Regions from separate parts of the Ovis aries genome. Here region 2 is linked to region 1. A link is a contact called in public Hi-C data. All regions are on one chromosome and are shown on one strand. The core of a region is the stretch at or near the end of the contact, and the rest is flanking DNA. Distances in the headings are between cores, read along the strand shown. Region 1 has its middle 28 kb from the start of TPRG1. Region 2 holds the start of BCL6 (BCL6 transcription repressor).

What was found. A called contact is a pair of places that touch in the nucleus more often than the background predicts.
Region 2: a contact with region 1 is called in a Hi-C map of tail adipose tissue, with 8 times the contacts expected there. The contact joins the promoter of BCL6 here to the enhancer-like site in region 1. A contact is called at or near these places in 12 of 16 Hi-C or Micro-C datasets (blood, hypothalamus, liver and 6 more).

The regions. Positions count from the first base shown.
Region 1 is chr1:199,000,302-199,004,875 of ARS-UI_Ramb_v3.0, reverse strand. No RefSeq gene overlaps it. Among named protein-coding and RNA genes, the nearest start is that of TPRG1, 28 kb to the right of the region's middle. Within about 2 kb of position 2,180, at least 18 of the 54 cell types and tissues checked have an H3K27ac peak or open chromatin away from gene starts, as enhancers often do. A contact at or near this core is called in muscle and tail adipose tissue, where this site is marked.
Region 2 is chr1:200,383,700-200,388,233 of ARS-UI_Ramb_v3.0, reverse strand. BCL6 (BCL6 transcription repressor) reads right to left here and starts at 3,273. Exons shown (of 10, transcript XM_042233309.1): 1 at 1-3,273. It overlaps LOC105602706 (a long non-coding RNA gene), which reads left to right and starts at 3,622. Exons shown (of 3, transcript XR_001021447.5): 1 at 3,622-3,884.

The sequences.
Region 1 (4,574 bases), core at 931-3,430:
GCTCCTATAACGGATCTGGGTGACAGCAGACCCTTGCTTCAGTGGGTTGGTTTGTTCCCTGTACTGGCTGAAAGGAGGGCAGTGCTGGTCGCAAGGGGCTGGGGAGCGTGGTGCACAGAGGCAGGTTTCTTTGTGCACCGTCACTGCTGAATGCCAGTTTGGCACTGGCCACTGAGTCAAGTGCTGGATACCAAGGTAGAAGTATGCTGCCCCAACTTTCCGTGAGCTCACAGTTGCTGTGGAGAAGCCCTCAAGTCTCTCTAGGGTGACTGAGGAAGACTTCTCACAGGTTGCTATCTTTAGGCAGAGACTTAGAGAGCTGGTAGCAGTTTTCCAGGCAGGTGGACATTGCATTAAGAGAGCACAGTCAGTGCCATGGTTAGAGAGCTGAGATACCACAGTGTACTGTCAGGAAGACAATTATTTCTTGGATTAGACACTGCCGGGAAGGCTAGAGTTAGAGCATGAAGGGCTGACAATGCCTTGCAAGATGTGCTGGATCTCAGGCTCCCTCCTTCTGCATCTGCAGGATGGTGTGTTTACCCAGGTTCAAGCACAGATCCCACTACATTATAATTGCTTGTGGGTGGGTTCCTCAATGTGCTCTGAGTTCTTTGAGGACAGAGGCTGTCTTATATGTACCTTCCCAGCCTCCCTTGAGCTTGCCACAGCTTATAAGCTCAGTTAGATCCTACTGAATAAAAAACTAAACAAATAAAAGCAAAACGGATCTCATTGAAGGGATAGGTCCCAGTAGGATTTATGAAAAGCTTTTGGAGTCTTTAGATGTTTCTGCAGCTTTGCTGAATGTGAAGTAAAGTGAAGTGAAGTGGCTCAGTCGTGTCTGACTCTTTGTGACCCTATAGACTGTAGCCTACCAGGCTCGTCTGTCCATGGAATTTTCCAGGCAAGAATACTAGAGTAGGTTGCCATTTCCTTCTCTAGCATATCACACCAAGAGTTACTTCTAGTGAGCTGTGTCTTCTGCAGGGTATTTCTGTTAATGCTAATAGTGAGTCCGAGCATTTACTTAATGCCCCTTGAATTGGTACTGTGCTAAATACTTTACAAGCCTTATTTAATGAGTACAACATCCCTCTGAGATATGTAGATGCTTCGTCCATTCTATAGATGAGGAAGCTAAGATTTGGAGAGGTTGAACAACTCACCCAAGGTCAAGTAGTTAGGATGTGGCAGAGGCAGAATTTGACCCACATCTGCTGACTCCAGAGCTTGGGTCTTAACTACCCCTCTATCCACTGAACGAGGTGTGTTGCTCAAGGTGGAGCAGAGTTAGCAGTGAGACCCATCTCAGGGAGATCCCCTTAGAACTGGGAGCTTGTTTGACTAAAAGAAATTGAACTCTTCAGAATCTTCTTGACTTATATCCAATTATACTCTCTACTCTAGCAGTGAAGAAAAGGAGAAGTCTGTAGGAACAGGACAAGTTTAGAGGGGCTAGAGCATTTTGGATGATGGGAGACACAACATAGAAGCTTTCAAAGGAGCAAGAAGGGAAGGCTCCTGCCTTCCTGGACTGTGGTGAGATTAGAGGCCTACAGAAACAGAAGGAAGTGAAAAGGTAAGGCCCTTTTTGTACCAGGGCACTTCGAGTCTGGAAGGTCTTTTGGAGATATTTCTCCTTGTTTCTTCACTTGGCCTGGGGCTGTCTTCTATTTGGGAGCCATTTTCTTCTGAGACATTCCAGAGCAGAGCACAGGGTCCCCAGGTAGTGAAGCGGTGAGGGGCTGCAGGCTCAGAGCACCTGAAGGTCTCCTGAGCTGATCATCCAGGATTCTCCAGTGCGGAAGGAGGCAGGAACTTGGGGAAGCCGCTGTCTTCAGAAGTTAGCCGGCATGTTTGGCTGACTTCTGCTTGTTGCCTGGGCGTAGTAGGTGGGGCTGGGCAGGAGGTTAAGAAACCTCAACAGATGGCAGCAATCAGTGGGTGTTGGTGGCCATTTCTCCTAAGTGTTGAAAAGATGGTCATCGTGTGCCTGTGACAATCAAACTCAACTCCAAGTTCCTCTGTCCTAGAACACAGACTAGAATAATCCTTTCTCAGCCTCCAGAAGGAAAGTTTTCAGAGAGAGGCGGTATCGAGGGAATACAGCAGCCGCCTGAGGTTCTGATTCACCATGTGACGTCTCCTGCCCAGTCACAAGCTCTGATGTCTGCGGAGATTTGTTTGTCAGTCTGCAAGGACAGAGATGAAAGGCAATTTGCCCTAACCTTCCCCCTCCCTTCTGGTTGGTAAGGGAAAAGTGTCCGCACACTGCCATCTGGTGGCAACTGCTGGTCACTGCAGTTCAAGTGAGAACGTTTGCTCAACCAACACTTTGGAGAAGGGGCCCACTTTCCTTCTTATAATGAACAAAATATGGTTCCTGCCCTTGAAGAGCATTAAGAAGGACCATAAAGAAGACTGAGCATCAAAGAATTGTTGCTTTTGAACTGTGATGCTTGAGAACACTCTTGAGTGTCCCTTGGACAGCAAGGAGATCAAACTAGTCAATCCTAAAGGAAATCGGTCCTAAATATTCATTAGAAGGACTCATGCTGAAGCTGAATCTCCAATACTTTGGCCACCTGATGTGAAGAGCCTACTCATTGGAAAAGACCGTGATGCTGGGAAAGAGTGAAGGCAAGAGGAGAAGAGGGTGACAGGACGAGATGGTCAGATGGCATCATTGACTCAACGGATATGAGTCTAAGCAAACTCTGGGAGATAGTGAAGGACAGGGACGCCTGCCCTTCCCTGACATGCTGCAATCCATGGGGTCACAGAAAGTCAGACACGACTGAGTGACTGAAAACGACTTGAAGAGCTCCCAGTCTAATGGAAAAACCTGACATGTTAGCAAATAATTGTATCTTAAAAAGCACCATTTTAGGAGTGTAAACTGTTAGGTAATCTGATTGATAAGTAAGGAATGTGGGAAAGAAGTTATAGACAAAAGCTGGAAAAAGGTTGAGGCCAGGCCATGAAAGACTTTGAATGTCTGAGTAAGGCAATGAGTCCATATAAGATGAGTTAGCAGGAAAATCTGGGATCAGGTTTCAGTGGTAAAGTAATCTGGACAAGTGTCTATACGTATGCTCTCAAGCTTCTAGACCCTTTAGTTATTTGAAGTCTCCTATGGAACCTATCGGAGAAGGCAATGGCACCCCACTCCAGTACTCTTGCCTGGAAAATCCCATGGACAGAGGAGCCTGGTGGGCTGCAGTCCATTGGGTCGCTAAGAGTCGGACACGACTGAGTGACTTCACTTTCACTTTTCACTTTCATGCACTGGAGAAGGAAATGGCAACCCACTTCAGTGTTCTTGCGTGGGGAATCCCAGGGACAGGGGAGCCTGGTGGGCTGCCATCTATGGGGTCTCACAGAGTCGGACACGACTGAAGCGACTTAGCAGCAGCAGCAGCATGGAACCCATATGTAAACTAGCTGAAGCCATAGATATTCAGGGTGAAGTAGAAGGGACAGTTTAGAGCCTGAAGAATTGTCTCCCACCCTCCATCTCCCTTCCTTGGTGCATGTAGATGCTTTGGGGCAATACTGAAGCCCAGCAAAACATAGTTTAATACCTACCGCTGTGGACAGTCCCTTCACTAACGTGACCTTTCCTGTTCTGATCCTAGAGCTAACCACATCCTGTCCTTCTCATATATTAGGTCCTAGATATTTTCCTATATTTTAAATTAATGACAAAATTATGCTACTTATTCTTGATATTTTTAAAGATACTGTTTTTTAGAGCACTTTTAGGTTCACAGCTTAATTAAGAGGAAGATAGAGAGACTTCCTATGTATTCCTTGCCATTCCACGTGGCTCCCCCATTTACTATCAGCTGTTCCAAGAGGAGTATGTTTGTTACCACCGATTACCCATGAACCTCTACTGACATATCATAATCAACCAAAGCACAGAGGTTGCATTAGAGTTTTACTGCCCTAAAAACATTCTGTGTTCATCCCTTTCCCCACTCCCTGGTAACCACTGACCTCTTTATTGTCTCCCAAGTTTTGCCTTTCCAGAATGTCATACAGCTGAAATCATATACAGTATGTAGCCTTTTAAGACTGACTTCTTTCCTATGCTTTTCATTAGAGCTGCTTACATTAAACTTTATTTTATGCTCACCCCCATTATATTAATAAATTAACTTTCTTAAACACGAAACCTATATCACTTGGTCCCTGGCTCTAGTTGCAAGAGGGTACATGTAGGAAGGTGACTAGAGACCAGCCATCTCTGCAGTGCCTATTAAGCATCATTTATCTGCTGCCCAATATGCTAATTCACATTCAGTATGTGCAGCATACATGCCGTCCTTGGCCCACAGACCATCTATGATGGAGTTTTGAGAGGGAATTTTTTGGCTCTTGCTAATGGCATGTAATTTGTTGCCTTTATTTTGAGAACTGCACTTTGGGAAAGCAGTCAAGACCTTGTAATGAGTGGCTGAATTAAGGAGAGCTGCTTGTCTTGCTGTTCTGTAAAGCCTTGTAGCCTCTGGATGGCATTTGCTCTAAGAAGAGGGATTTCAGTGGGAGAACTGATCAAGAGTGAC
Region 2 (4,534 bases), core at 2,024-4,523, 1.4 Mb before region 1:
TCTCTCTCCTTCCTAAAGAAAAAAAAATCCTCATAAGGTCATTTCACAATATTTTTCAAATATTTGACTTTTGCAAATAGATAGTTTCATCCACCGAGGGGTGGCGCTGCCGCGCCACCTCTCTGAATCTTAATTTTTCACAACAAAGTGGGTTGTGAGTGTGGCTACCCAGCAAAGGAGAGAGGGAAGGAAGAATTTTGACATCTAGTCATGGCTACCATTTACTCAACCAATAACTGGAACTCTTTAAGGCTCAACTAACGACAGAGTTTAGAGTCCCATTCCTGTCCCAAACCGAGAATAAAAATGGGACATTTGTTTTTCATGAAAGCAAGGGGGTAGAACTCTCAGAAACTGAGCATTGCGGTAATAACCAGTTGGAGAATTCCCACTTCTATCTGCTTTCTCCTTCAGGTTGCTCGGTTTTTACAGATAGCCTTATCGTCACTATCAACAGACCCTTAAAATCAGTCAATGTTTGGGCCTGCAGTATTGGAAAGTCTTCCAAGTAGGATATTGGAAACTTCTATTTATAAATGGAGAGGGGGGTACTATTTCCCATCCGCAGGCTTCTATTTTGGCCTGAAAACTCAACTATAGTCATTTTAGGCAGGGAATGCCCATCTCCTGGTACTCCCTTTCCATTTCCTCCTCCCCCAGAGACACATTATCTTTTCTCCTTTAAAAAAAAAAGCATATATTTTAAAGCGAGAATGTGATTTCACCTCGTTCCTTTGAGCTCATGTTTGCTACCTCCAGGAATAGCGTGTGGACTAGGGCCAGATGAACTTCAACTTGGGCTGCAGATTTACGAGGTTCTGTTCAAGTGCCAAAGGCTCTTGGTAGTAAATAGCGAGCAAAATAGATACCTGTCTCCTGACGGATCTTGCCGGGCCCCCTCTTAATTTTTTTCTTAAGTTATTTATCAAAACCACACACACCTTGCAAAGAAAAAGGGAAACTGGCAGTCTCTGTAGAGGAAGCCAGTGGCATCGCTCTGAGCCACAAACTGTATTTCTAAACAGCCCTTTCCCTGGTTCCTTCTCTCCTGCCCCATTTTTTTTTTTTTCCTTTTTGACAGTAAAAAAAAATGCATCTACTGACACTCACTTTACTTTAAAGGGGGGGGGGGCATTACAAGATTCTCCTCCTGGAAACTATAAACTGATTGAACAAAAAAAAATCCGAAAGGATTAAATCAGTTTCCTGGAGGGGATGGCGAGCTCACAGAAGAGGTCAGGGACCCAGTAACAGTTCTTGACTTTGAGCGCCCAGTTTGGGGCCATTCCTTCGGCTCAGCTGTCAGGACCCGCACCACCAAGACAAACATTTAGAGAAGGGGCACAACATAAACAGGATCCTTTTCAAGCTTTTTTTTTTTTTAATTTGTAGGATTGTGTACTTGTTTTCCATGGGATAGCTTTTAAAACTCAATTATTGCAACACGAGTTCCATATTTGGCCAGAGTTCCAATAACACGGCATCATAACGGCAACGCAATCTACAGTTCTCAAGACATTTACCACGGTCACTACATCCGGCAGCGGAGTGGCCCCCTCGCTCCCGCGGCTCCCCAGCGCAGCCGATTTCCGAGGCTTCCACTCCCTACCGGCTCCCGCCCCCGGCCGCCGCCGCCGCCGCCTTCCCCCATTCCTACTCCCTCGAGGAGAGCTACAGGTTGCAAATCCAACCAACCTCGCAATCCATTTCTGCAAAATCACTCACAAAGATCTCCCGTTCGCGCCCGCGCCCCCTCCTCCGGCGCCAGGTCCCCCAGCCAGGGCCACAAAGTGCCCTTCTCTCCTCCCGGGTCTTGCACGTAGGAACGCGGGCTGGGGCTGTTTGTTTTTTCCCTCGCCCTGTGCAAAGACCTCGGGAATCTGAAGCCTGACGCCGCTACTCTCCGACCCGCAGTTTTTGTTTTGTTTGTTTTCACAAAGCTTGCACCACGGGAAAAATAAAAATTTAGGAAAGCAGGGAAACAGCCATTGGGAGCTAACACCGAGTCACGCAGCGCCCAAAATACAAACACCACGACCGCCAGAAATCCCGCCACCTTCCCGCTTGGCTGGGCCGTTCTGCGAAGGTTCCCGGAGTCCCCGCACTCTGAACAGCACCGCAGGTGCAAACGCGCACCCCTTTCCCACCCCCACCCCCAAATCCCCATCCCGCCACAAGCCTCTCTCCCCAGGACCGGGAGAGGGAGCGCGCGGGGGTTCCCGACTCCCTAGACTGCAACCAAGAAAGAATGATTTCCAAACTATTCAACATCCCCGCCCCCAGGCAAGCTAAACCTCCCCCAAAACGCAGGGGAAGGGGACACCAAAACGCTCGGATCTCGTTAGGAAGATCGCGGCTCAGAAAGGAACACTTCATCTGGGTTTATGAAGGGGAAAAAAAATAAATATCCACTAGGAGTTCGCTTGCATTTCTCCTCCAAAATCTCGGCTCGGAGGTGGGGAATCGAGAGGACCGAGGCCGGTGGAAGGGAGCCAGCGGGGCGAGCGAAAGGGCAGTCTCCCTCCTCGCCTCCCGGAGTGACCAAGAAGGACGGGAGAGGGGAAGGAAGGAGAGGCGAGGGAAAGGAGAGGGAAGGAAGGAAGGCGAGGCTGGAGCGAGGGAGCAAGGAAGGCAGTTTGCAAGCGAGAAAAGAGGGAAAAAAAAACACAGCCGCACGAATCCAGCGAGATCACAAGCCGTACGCAAGCAGCAGCAGAAAGAGCGAGAGCGCGAGCGCGCGTCCTCTCCGCCGTCTGGGGCCAGACAGCCCCCAGACTTGCCCGAATCACCCCCCAAGCACTGTCTCGTCCTTTCTGCTCCGGCCGCCCCCTAATTCCCCTCCTTCCTCTCCTCCACCTCCTCTTCAAAAACCAAAACAACACAAGGGAGGGTGGCAAAAGCCTCCCCAAACCGGCCAATTCACTCAAAGACAACAAGAATAAAATAATAAAAATATAAAAATCTACATCCTAGAGTGGGAGAGACGTGGGACTAATCTTCGGCATTTATTTTAACACCTGACAGCTACAATAAATAAATATATACATTTACATCAATAGATACACATAGGAAACTTGGAGCCAAAGCATTTGGCAAGAGCAGAAAAAAAGAATTAAAAGGTAAAATAATGATCATGAGCAGCGGCGGCGGCAGCGGCACCAGCGGCAACAGCGGCGGCGGCAGCAGCAGCGGCGGCAGCAACAGCAATAATCACCTGGTGTCCGGCCTTTCCTAGAAACTTCTTGCATCACCACTTCTAAGAACCCCAGTTCTAAGAATCAACAGAGCTCAATTCTCGGAATTTGAGCTGGGGACTTTACCACTGCTACGTAGCAGGGGAGGACTCGGTGTCAGCTCTCCACGACTTATGCCTCCTCCGGGCCATAAAAAGCCCTCCAAGCCAAAATATTTTCCCGCTGTCCCGCAGATTTTGGGGTCCTCACGGGCTGAACGTCTCGGGTTTGGAGATTTCGGCGCGAGGGTCGAGGGGCCGGACGGTGGCTCTCCCTCCCCGGCCCCCGGTCGGTGGTACAGCCTGCTCCGCCACCGTCACGTGGGCGCCCCTCTGTGACGTCGGCGTCTTCGCTGTAGCAAAGCTCGGCCTCTGGAATTCTGAGAACTAATTTGCTATTCGGTGACATAAGAGGGGGAGTGCGCTTTGCTTCCCCGGGGTCTGGGGCTCATTTCTCCTCTCTTCCCCATAAACTCAGCTCCTCCGAGCTCAAAACACAAAAGGAAGCGAGAGGTTCGAACCTTTGGGAAAAGTCTGTTATATATAGTAGGTTTCGGGGCGAGTAAGGGAAAAAAAAAAAAAAAAAACACCACAGCTCTTTCCAGCTAGAATATTAGGCACCACGAGAAAAATATTTGCCAAGCAGTTTTCGGTGGGTTCATTTGCTTTATTTTTATTTGGGACAGTTTGGGATTTTTTTTTTTTTCCTTGGTGTGGTGGTTTGGGATTTGGGGTGGTTGTATTATGATGGTTTGCGGATTTTTGCTTCTGATTTTTGCCTTTTGCAACTTTGTGATGTTACGTAAATCGTAGGATCCCGCATCGGTTGGATTTTGTTTTGTTTTACCCCTATGAAATGTCTCAAACGATTTAAGGAAGACGTGTTATTTTAATACTGATAGTGTTGAAAGAAGCTTGAGTTTTTTGTCATATGTAACAATTCCGACCCCCACTTTTTTCAGGGGGGCGGGGAAGGGTGTTCAATTTTCCTTTTTCCCTTGGACTTTTACTGAGAGGACGCTCTCCTGCGCTAGAAAGACATGTTCAAAGGATTTGTTTTGGTTTGTTTCTTTCCAGGACAGCAAGTGGTGGGTTTACTCTGTTATTGTTGACTCTTAGGAAAATTCTTGCTGCAAGAAACGTGTGTGTATGTGTATGTGTACGCGTACGCGTGTGTTCTACAAAATTCTGTGAGCCAAATACATGTTTGTGTTCTGCTTTTTCTTTAGGTCTTGGTTCCCCCCGCTCTCTCCCAGCTCGTTTCAAGGTCGTTGTTAAAAATCTCTCCTGTCTGTGTTTAAA